Linked DNA regions of Rattus norvegicus: region 1 is linked to region 2. A link is a contact called in public Hi-C data. All regions are on one chromosome and are shown on one strand. Each heading gives the region's core, a stretch centred on a gene start, on an enhancer-like site or on the middle of the called end of the contact. The rest is flanking DNA. Distances are from core to core; before and after follow the strand shown. Region 1 holds the start of Nap1l1 (nucleosome assembly protein 1-like 1). Region 2 holds the start of Bbs10 (Bardet-Biedl syndrome 10).

What was found. A called contact is a pair of places that touch in the nucleus more often than the background predicts.
Region 1: a Hi-C map of the A7r5 cell line shows a contact between it and region 2, with 6 times the contacts expected there. The contact joins the promoter of Nap1l1 here to the promoter of Bbs10 in region 2. A contact is called at or near these places in 8 of 12 Hi-C or Micro-C datasets (the A7r5 cell line, the Rat2 cell line, Schwann cells and 5 more) and 1 of 1 datasets of contacts at active chromatin or transcription factors (oligodendrocytes).

What each region holds. Positions count from the first base shown.
Region 1 is chr7:48,817,368-48,822,194 of GRCr8, reverse strand. Nap1l1 (nucleosome assembly protein 1-like 1) reads right to left here and starts at 2,646. Exons shown (of 15, transcript NM_053561.2): 1 at 2,502-2,646.
Region 2 is chr7:48,634,125-48,639,182 of GRCr8, reverse strand. It overlaps Bbs10 (Bardet-Biedl syndrome 10), which reads right to left and starts at 1,818. Exons shown (of 2, transcript NM_001109286.1): 1 at 1,586-1,818; 2 at 1-1,228. The coding sequence starts at 1,770. It overlaps Osbpl8 (oxysterol binding protein-like 8), which reads right to left. Exons shown (of 24, transcript NM_001309455.2): 24 at 3,032-5,058.

The sequences.
Region 1 (4,827 bases), core at 1,397-3,896, 180 kb before region 2:
CCCAACCCCTGAGACAACTTCAAAAAGAAAGAAAAGTTAATGCTATCTGACAGCATTGAATAAATGATCCATGTGGAATTTAAATAATGCCATGCCTTTAATCTCAGCACTTCAGAGCCAGGAGAATCTCTGAATTCAAGGGCAGTCTTGTCTGTACACAGTTTCAGGACAGTAGAGCTACATTAGAAAACCTGTCATAAAGCCTCAGTAATCTGTTCCCCTGTAGTATCATCCTTAAAAAAATTGTTTTGTAACTTTGTTTTGCTTACATTTGTGTCTGTATACCATGTGGGTGTTGGATGCCCTAGGACCAGAGTTTCAATTGTGAGCTGCCATGTGGGTGCTGGGAATTGAACCCAAGTCCTCTGGAAGAACCGTCAGTGAGTGCTCTTAAGCCAGCTCTCCAGCCCCTGCAATATTAATAAGCTACAGCTCCTTTTCCACTTTAAAAACAAATAACAATGTGAAACTTTGGAATATAAAAAAGTCCAAATTGTACAGGTTTACCAATGAGGTTACCAATCTTGCTAACCCAAGATGTAGTGGTTCCTTCCTGTCAACCCAGTAACATGGTCCAGTGGTCTCAAAGGATGTGTAAGGCAGCCACTCCCATGACCTTACCTCTAGCACGTACAAAAACTTGCTACTTGAATTAAACTAGGTTGAATTGAATTTAACCAATTCAACAGTTTTTCTGTAAAGCAAACCATAATTACCTTACCCTTTTCCAACTTTCCTCCCAATCCTCACAGGTTAACACTTCATACCCAGACAAATCACTTATCTGCTCATGGTATGAGATACAGATCAGAAAAGGCTTAGTTTTAGAATGATCACACGTATTCCTATAAAATAAGATTCTTTAATCCTTTGAGAACTTTAACTGAACAAAATAAGCAATGTATTTTGACATCATCAAATTCTTTTTTAGTCCCTTTCCAGTATTTATTGGTTTAGGTCACCTGAAGCCAACACAAGCAAGGAAATAAGGAGATAAACTATAGAATTTTAGACACATTGGCTTTGCCAAGAGTGTTATTTTTAATCTGATGAAAGGACAAGTGAGGTGCCACAATCAGTATTAAAGTATTGTCAATTATAGGGCCAAAGATAAAAACAAAAAAAGAACAGATTTTTTGCAACAGATAAGTCTAACAAAACTTTTCTTGCTGATGTCACGGGTCTTTAACTTCTATTTAATAATCTAAACGCTGACTTGAAAAGAACATGTATTAAGTCAAGATTTTATGACAGATGTCTAAGTCCTTACTAATGCTAAATTAAATCCCTCCAATCCAGACTTAGAATTAAAGTAGTCGTACAGTTTAGATCTGGGATGTATGCTTCAACAGAAAACAAGTTTGAGAAATAAGAATTCCCCAAGACCACTAACACCCCCCCACGCTTACTTGTAGTTTTAAAATAAATTAAATTTTAGGTACTCCCCTAACTCAAAGTATTCTTTGGATATTAAGTTTGAAAAGATGTTTTGATGGCATCTACTTTCAAAATTAGCAAACTTTATGTTGGCTCTCCTGAAATTAGAAGTGTTGGGAGTCAGGAGACAGCCTGGGTGCCTGAGGCATCCTTTGAATCTGAGAAGTCCTGCCCTCCAGACAGGACCCGTCTCCACCCTCTCTTCAAAGCCACTCCAGAGAGCTTTATAGAAATGTGGCGCACTGAGCTTGGTCTCGCGGCCCTTCCACTCCATTCCTAGTTTGAATCCTGGGGGCTTCCTGAAAGGAAGAACTACGCTGTTGGTCTAATAAACCACCCCCCCCCCAACAAGCCAGCCCTTCTCATTTTCGTCTCAGAACCATCTGGAGGTTTAAGGAGACTAGGATCAAATCTTTCCACAAATATACCCCGGCCGCGGGACCCATCGAAGTTCTAACTGTACCTGTGAGACACAAAACAATTCTTTTGTTAAAAAAAAAAAATAGCTAAGCTGAACGCTTTGCACGTGTTAACCCCTTAGAACCCTGGCGGTGGAGGCTGCTCGTCCCTCCATCCTCCCATCCGCTAGCACATTTTCCTCCAGGAAGACCGAGGGAGCCAGTGAGACCGTCTGGGGGGCTGGTACTCCTGGCGACCCCTCCTCCAACTCCAAGGGAGGTCGGGTGGGCCCCCGCAGGGGTCTCCGGCCGCCTGTGGCGTGGTCCCCACGTGCCCGAGCTCCTCCGCGCGGAGGCCGCGGCCTGCGCAGCCCCTCCCTGCGGGCGGAACTCGCGGCCACCGTTCCTTCCATGTCCCCCATCCCCGCGGCCTGCCTCGCCGGGATCCCCTCGTGGTGGGGTACACCGAGGCCGAGGAGGCCGGGGCGCCCCGCGGCGTGGCCTCCTCCTCCGCTCTCCCGCGGCCTCGCCGTCCCGCGCGCCCCGCAGCCGCCGGCGCTCCTCCGGGTCCCTCAGGCCGCACTGCCCCTCGGGAGCGCTTACCCACGGCCTCAGCCCAACACCTCGCAGGCCCCGCTCCCCGGCCATCCCAGTCCCAGCCGTTACCGTTCCAGGAGGCTCGGACGCGGAGCCGAGCGGCCGGAGCTGCGCAGGCAGTGACTCAGGGCGGCGGCGGCGGCGGCGGCGGCGGCGGCGGCGGCGGCGGCGGGAGGAGCGGGAGGCGGCGCCGCGAGCAGATGGCGCTAAAAAAGACCCGAGAGCCCGCGGCTCGCGCTCATATACAATTAGCGTCAGCACGTAGGGCTGCTCCGCCGCCCTCCCCCTGGCCTCGGCGTTGCTTAGCAACGGGAGCGGGAGGCGGGCCTGGGCCTTGTTGCCTGGTAACAGAGCCGTCTTTCTTCCCCGGCTCCTTAGGCTTCCCGCCAGAGGCGGTCTTCTGCTCCCCACCTCTTCTTCCCTCCCAGCTAGGGTGGAATCCCAATCTCACTGCAGCGACGCTTACGTCCCGCCTCTGGCTCTCCTTGCCCTTGGGTTAGGGACAGAAGCCTAGTATTAGGCTTGCAGTTGCCTGGCTGGGATTCCCATCCGCATCCAGGCCTAATCCCCGCACTCCTTTCTCCCTCCTCTCTGAAACCATTTTCCCACCCTGGCTAAGAACCACAGCTCTTTCCTTGTGACCACTGCAGCGGTGTCTCTACAACTTTCAGGGTGTTCCACATCATGTTTACTTGATATGCAACCCTTCGTTTCTGCGTTAGCTCATTTGAATGGAAGCAAAGAACTATTTTGCGTATTCTTACAGCTTTGTAATGGAAATGATCAGCGCGTCAATTTTTCATCTTCCTGAAAAAAGTTAACCAACCCTTAAGCTTATGAAATCTTGCAGCTATTTTTCAGTTGACTTCGAATCACCTGTTCTGTTAAACCTTTTGTCTTTGGTGCTTTGGGGTTTTGTTTTGTTAAGCAGGACCACACTGTGAAGCCCAGGCAGGTATTGAATTTTAAGTCTTTGGGTATGTGCCACAACGCAGAGATCTACAAATAAGACAGCTATGCTCCAAGTGTGGTCTGGCCTTCCACATACCCTTTATGGTGGAAGGTTAATCTGTCTATAATACTAAGGCGCTGTCTACGTTTTACATTCCCATTCTCCCACAAGCCTACACTGGAGTCTTTCAGACACATTACACATCGTAGGATAGGGCAACATTGGAAATAAAAACAGACAGACAGGAGAATCTGGTTATCTGTTGTGAAATCGGGCATGGAAGAACTTGGTAAAAAGTAATATGTGCATATAAAAGGCTGCGTGCTATTCTTATTTTAGGGAAAGAATAACTACTCTGAGGTTTTTGGATGCAGCTCACTTGGTAAAGAGCGCCTGCCTAAGATGCATGAAGCCCCCAGGTTCAAACCGTGGCATCACATAACCCACGAATGGCCTCACTTGCTGGAGTTGCAGCCCTACAGAGCTGGAGGCACAAGGATAAGTAATTTAGGTTCATAGACATAGGTTCCAGGACAGCATGGAATACTTAAGGCTCTATAGCAAAAAAAAAAAAAAGTCACTGTTAATTTCCAACAAGATAACTATCAGTATCTGGAATGCACACAAAGTTCTCTGGGGGAAAGAGGAGTGTGGTGTGTCACACACCAGTAGTTAAGCCAGAACTCTTCAGATAAATACCAGAGGATTTTGAATTCTAGTGTGGCCTGCCTACATAGGGAGACACTATCTTAAAGCTAAACAAAGCTTTGGGAATCTTCAGGCTTCTTTTGGTTTTTTGTTTTTGTTTGTTTTCTAAAAAAAAGGAAAGGTCCTAGGACATCTAAATATTAATTTCCTTGAAACTTCAAAGTGCCTGTAATCCTATTAGTTGTCCTCAGGAACATTAACCAATGCATGAAGCCGTTTACCAAAATCCTAAAACAGAACAAAAACAAAACAAAACAAAACAAAAAAAACACCAACAAAAAACAAACTCATTTATTATGGTATGTGTGTACCCTTGAGTGTATGCTCACCCACTAAGTATGTTAGTGTCCAGGCAGGAGGACAACTTGGTGTCAGCTGTCTCCTGCTACGTTGTCCCAGGGGTCTAACTGAGGTCATCAGGCTTGGTGCTACGCACCATGGGCTCGAACTTTTTCCTTTGGTACTCTCGAACCTTAGTACAGTTAGACTATTTTTCTAGCTCTCTATATATGCTTCAGTGTGCTCCCTTGTTTGGGTGCTTCAGAGGTGAGTCTTTGGGACTGAAAAATGGTGTATTCTTATTATATCCATAAAGTGGATGAACAAACGGTGAGTTCACACTGATCAAAGTCCTGTCTCAGGGCACAGTCCATTGGAGGCAAAGCCAGACTCCCTGTGCAGGTAACCCAGCATCAGAGCCTAAACAGAGTCTCTCCAGTTAACTGCATGGATGTA
Region 2 (5,058 bases), core at 569-3,068:
TTCCAGTTTATCTTTGTTCTTTGCTACTACGTCCTGATACTTACCAGTTTTGGGTGAGTGACTGCTCTCTCTGTTACTGCTGTCAGCAAGAGGGCTCGGGTTACGTCGCTCTTTGGTCTGTATCATGCAATTTAGATCGAGGTCAGTGAACAGCTGCCGAAGCATCTTAAAGGCTCCATGGAAAGCACTCTCATGCTGTTGAACAAGACCCAGAACTGGTCCACAAAGGACTACACAGTGAGGTACGAATGCACACGTGCTAACCAAGCCGAGATGAGCATACCTTCCGGACCTAACGATGAGGGGTTTACAAAACCTCACCAAAGCACTGTCAGCAATGTGACACTGTGAAGCGAGCTCTGGTAGGACACAAGGAGAAAGACCGGTGATCCTCTGGACGAGAGAAACTTCCTCAGATGATAAACACTCCACCACTGAGATGCTATTTAGTCTTGCACAATAAGTAACTAGGTCTGGTTGCTTCACACTGGACAGGAGCAGTTTTACATTATGACTACGCAGGTGGTTCATTACGGTTTTTGTCCTGTCCATGATCCAACTCTGAGATGCCTGAAACTGTGTTTCTGAGTCGAGAACAAATTCCGAGCTAGACGATGAAAACAGAGGCTGGAGGATTTCGGTTACTATCACCATCCTAATGCCACCATCTGCTGGGCAGTACACAGAAAAGTCTCTGGGAAGCACAAGGCCATCCACAATTCTAGACTCTGAAACAGGAAGGCCTGTCACGCCAACATTCAACTCCACAAAACAGTTGTCCAAAAACTCAAATACTTCAATCCCACTTTCACAAGCCATACACTTGAAAACGTAGTCACACATCAACTGTGAAATGAATCTGTGGTTGTTTCTTCCCACTCTTCCACAAAAGTATGGTTCCAGGAGCAACTCCAGAGAGCGCCTGCACAGTGTTCTTCCTTCAGCAGATGAAGAAAAGGCAGAGAGGTAGTGCCTGCTTAAATGTTGGTCTACAATACAACCTAACGTTTGTGTCTGAAACCTTAGCAGAGCCCGGGAAATAGATTTCCACTGGCAGCAGTTTTTCCAATGCCTTTCATGGCTCTGAATATCTTCAGAAGTGAATGAGTCTTTTTCTTTTTCTCCGATTGCATGAAGTCCTCTGAGTAAATGGCAAAGAAAAATAATAAATGTTTTAGCACCATCTCCTGTTTTTTTAAGGTGACTGGAAACACACGCCACTATCATCCTGTATAGGAAGGGAAAAAAAATAACTCAGATTTTCTGTGTTGGTGCTAAGTTAAACCCGTATTTTCACAGGTACAGACAGGCAGATTGTCTTTTTGACGTCCAGCCTCAGCTTTATTTTTCCTTTATTTTAACTACTTTATTCTAAGATATCAGAGACGGGAAAAGAGTGAGAAGTGCTCTAGGTAGGTGAGGAGGTTTGGGCCCCGGATTAGTAATTTGGGCAGCGCTCAGATCCGACCTCCACACTAGTTTTATCCAGTATTAAGACCGTTTTTATACAGGTCCATGACCTCAGGGATCTGATGGGAGGTTGAGGGAGATGCGCGCCGAACGGACTACAGGGGAAGCGAGGTACCTGGCTAAGGGATGCTCTAAGTGCAGCGCCTCCAGGAGGCAACCTCCATCCCTGCTAAGCAGCACCTCGCCGGTGGGCTTCGTACACAACACCAGGCCGCCCTCGGGCCCCACGCAGCGGTTCGCGATGGTTTCCAGCACCTCAGCCACCCGCAGTGCCGCTGTCACAGACCCCTGGGACGCCATGGAAACGGAGCTGTGGGTAAATACTTCTTTAGAAGGTCAGGACCGATGGAGGGCGGAAACGGAAGAGGCGTAGAGAAAGGCGGAAGTGCAGTAGCGCTTGGAGGAAGAGCCCAATAGGTAGGGTGGAGCCCGCCAGCCACAGTCCTTTAGTGTCTACCTTCCTGGCTCACGGCCCGGCCCGCAGGCGTCTCTGGCCACTACACGGCTAGGTCTAAGAAGGAAGGGCTCGGGTGAAGGGCATGGGTACCGCCCCCATCTCGGGCTTACTTCTCTAGTGTCCCTGCCGTATCATTTGCTCTCCTTGCCTTCACGCAAACGGTTTTAGGGTGCAGGACAGACACGGAGAACTTGGACATGGCCATTTCTAGGCTTGTGTCTTCCGCTGGGGTGTGCTACCTTGTCTGCATCCAGGTTTGGAAGAAACCCCACCTAGTTCAACCACTTTAGCAGAAGTAGATGTTTGCCCTTTATTCACATTGTAAGATTCAACACATTAACCTCATGTATTGCATACAATCCCAAAGCAGAAACGTTTCAGGTATGGAAACACAGAGGCTTCAGGGAGAGGATGAGTGCTGGGTTCATAGCTGTGCTTCTTTCAGTCATCCATTACATCCAGGAACTGTCAGTGTTGGCAGGAAAGTGATCTTGTAGATACTCAATGATGTTTAATGACGTTTCCTTATTCCACATTGCCATTATTTCTAGAAGTAGCAAGTGGATTCTGAGGAGCAAGTTAAAATGGGGAGAAAGGAAGACAAAATCAAGAGTAAAGCTTTCCTGGGGCTTATCTGAGGCTCACTCAATATGGGCAAAACAGCATTTCAGTGTTTTTTAACTTGTTGCATTCAGCGCTGGGCTTTAGACTGAAATAGTGGGTTATTTCAAACATTTAAACAGTACAATCAAGGTTCTACTTCAGTGCACTATGTAGTCATGATTCAGAAGGGCTTTTACCTGAAAAAGACTGCCTTGTGTAGTTTTTGGGGTCATTTAAATATGCTGAGCCTCATTTTTAATGTATGAAATAGGTATAATTTCCACTTATTTTTAAAAAAGAATATGAAGTACCAAGTAAAACATACATTAGGGATACTGTCACAATCCGTGTCAGGCCTGTACCCATCTTTTTCACACACACACACACACACACACACACACACACACACACACACACACACACAAAATTAAAAAAAAGTAAGAGGATGAATTTAGTACATTATGCATTAATACATTATATCAAGAGTCACTCGATCACAGATTGCTCTTTTAAAAAAAGTTTATTTAGAATACCTACTTGTAGAAGTTAACATAATTTTACAGATTATTAGAAAAATTCTTTTCTCTCTGCAAACATAACAGGTTAGGAATAATAGATTAGAAATGTATACATTACAAAACCGCCTGTGACTATCTATACATTTACTATGCACCTTAAGAGAATTCAACAGTGTGCTATATTTACACTGCAGATGACAACATACTTATATCCTATCATACAAAACTGACCAGTGCTAGTGCTTGGGTTTATAAACCCAGTAACTGAAGTATTTAAAATTGAACGCATATTTACCATGCCCAAAGTGGAAATGAATTCAACTGAAGTTATGTGGCTCATCATTCAAATGGTTCATGACTTTTTTTTCAAATAAAGAATTTCAATATTATGACATTAAAATAATTTTTATGATAAATAAAGAGGCTGATTTTTCTACATACTTCATGTAGTCACATTCATTTTGTCACGGTTTTCCTGTGGCCCTCACTAAGTATGTTCATCTTATTAATAAGACACTGGTCCTATATGATGTTAACAGTCCATCTTCAATTAAAAACTAACAAAATAGTACTTTAATTGTAACAAAAATTGGAATATACTAAACCCATACTATATAACAAAATGAAATCAAATTATACAGTGGTGGCAGGTTATACATTTTAAAGAATCTCTTTTTATATTTAGTCAAATAAGAAAGAAGTTGAAATGTAAACTTATTGAATTATGAAAGGTTCCTTCCACTGGGTCAAATTGGAAAATTGGATATAAACATGAATATTTTCTTTATTTATATTTAACATAATTCAAAATAGTCTACAGTCTCATGTGTGGCTCATCTTATGCCATCAAACCTGTAATAAGACAAAAAAGCAAAATAAAACTCTTTACTGCTAACTATAAATGCTAAACACGGAAAAAAGATGTTTTATACATTTACTTTTTAAATTTTTGATGAAGATATTCTTCAAAAAGTTAAAACTGCCTTCCACAAAATTCTGTGAATATGGCACAAGTTGACACCCAAAACAGTGTGAATTCCATCAAAAAGGCACTGTTTACAATACTCAGAACGATCTGACAAGTTTACTTCATTGATGTCTGAGTATGAAATATTTGAAATAGTTAGCTACACAAACCCTTATAAAAGTACAGCATTACTGTTTACATATTCTTCAGTTATATAAAAGGAATAAAGTGACAAAAACAAATGACCCTTTTCATGACGAATAAGCTAGAACACTGAACACATCATGGTTCTGTAACAAAAATAACAAAAGTATTTCCTTAAAGGCACAAAGCATGAGTATAAATGAGGATTGTATCTCACAAGGCCAACTTTTCAATGGAATGCAGTTGTCAACTGAGCTGTGACAAAGATTTCTACTTCCTCTTTCTAAGTCACACTAAGAAACAGAAGTGTGGGAATTACAAATTCAGTGCCCATCGCTGTAGCACACGGACATTCACAGGCCTCGCTATCTTAGCCAGCAGTATCTCACTAGACGGGGGACGGGGGACAGCTAAAGACATTTAACAACAGTGTCGATAATTGTGATTATCTAAAGTCTTAGGTGAGAAAATGAAGTTCTGGATAGATGAAAAAAAACTGGTCATAGTCACAAAGCCTAGAAACCACACTGAGTTTTCAGCAGTGAAAACAGTGAGTCACACACACACTGTGAATCCATTTATGAAGAAAGATAACCCTTAGATCAGATTGTTGGAGGTCAGTCACACAGTCTGCTAAACTCAAGTTCAATTACATGTTGTTTAAAGGACTTACATATGAATCCACCAATTCCTGAGTTTTGTGTTCAGTTCACAGAAAGAAACTTATACAACTAAAAGCATCAGAGAAGCATCTGATTGAACATTAGCTTTTAGTGTATAAGAAACAGTCACCCTGTTCATTAGTTTCTGACTCCTTGGGTAAGGATCCATTAACATAAGCTCTAAGGTGAAATTTAAAAAAAAAACAATTACCTTTCCAGTCTTGGGTATTAATACAA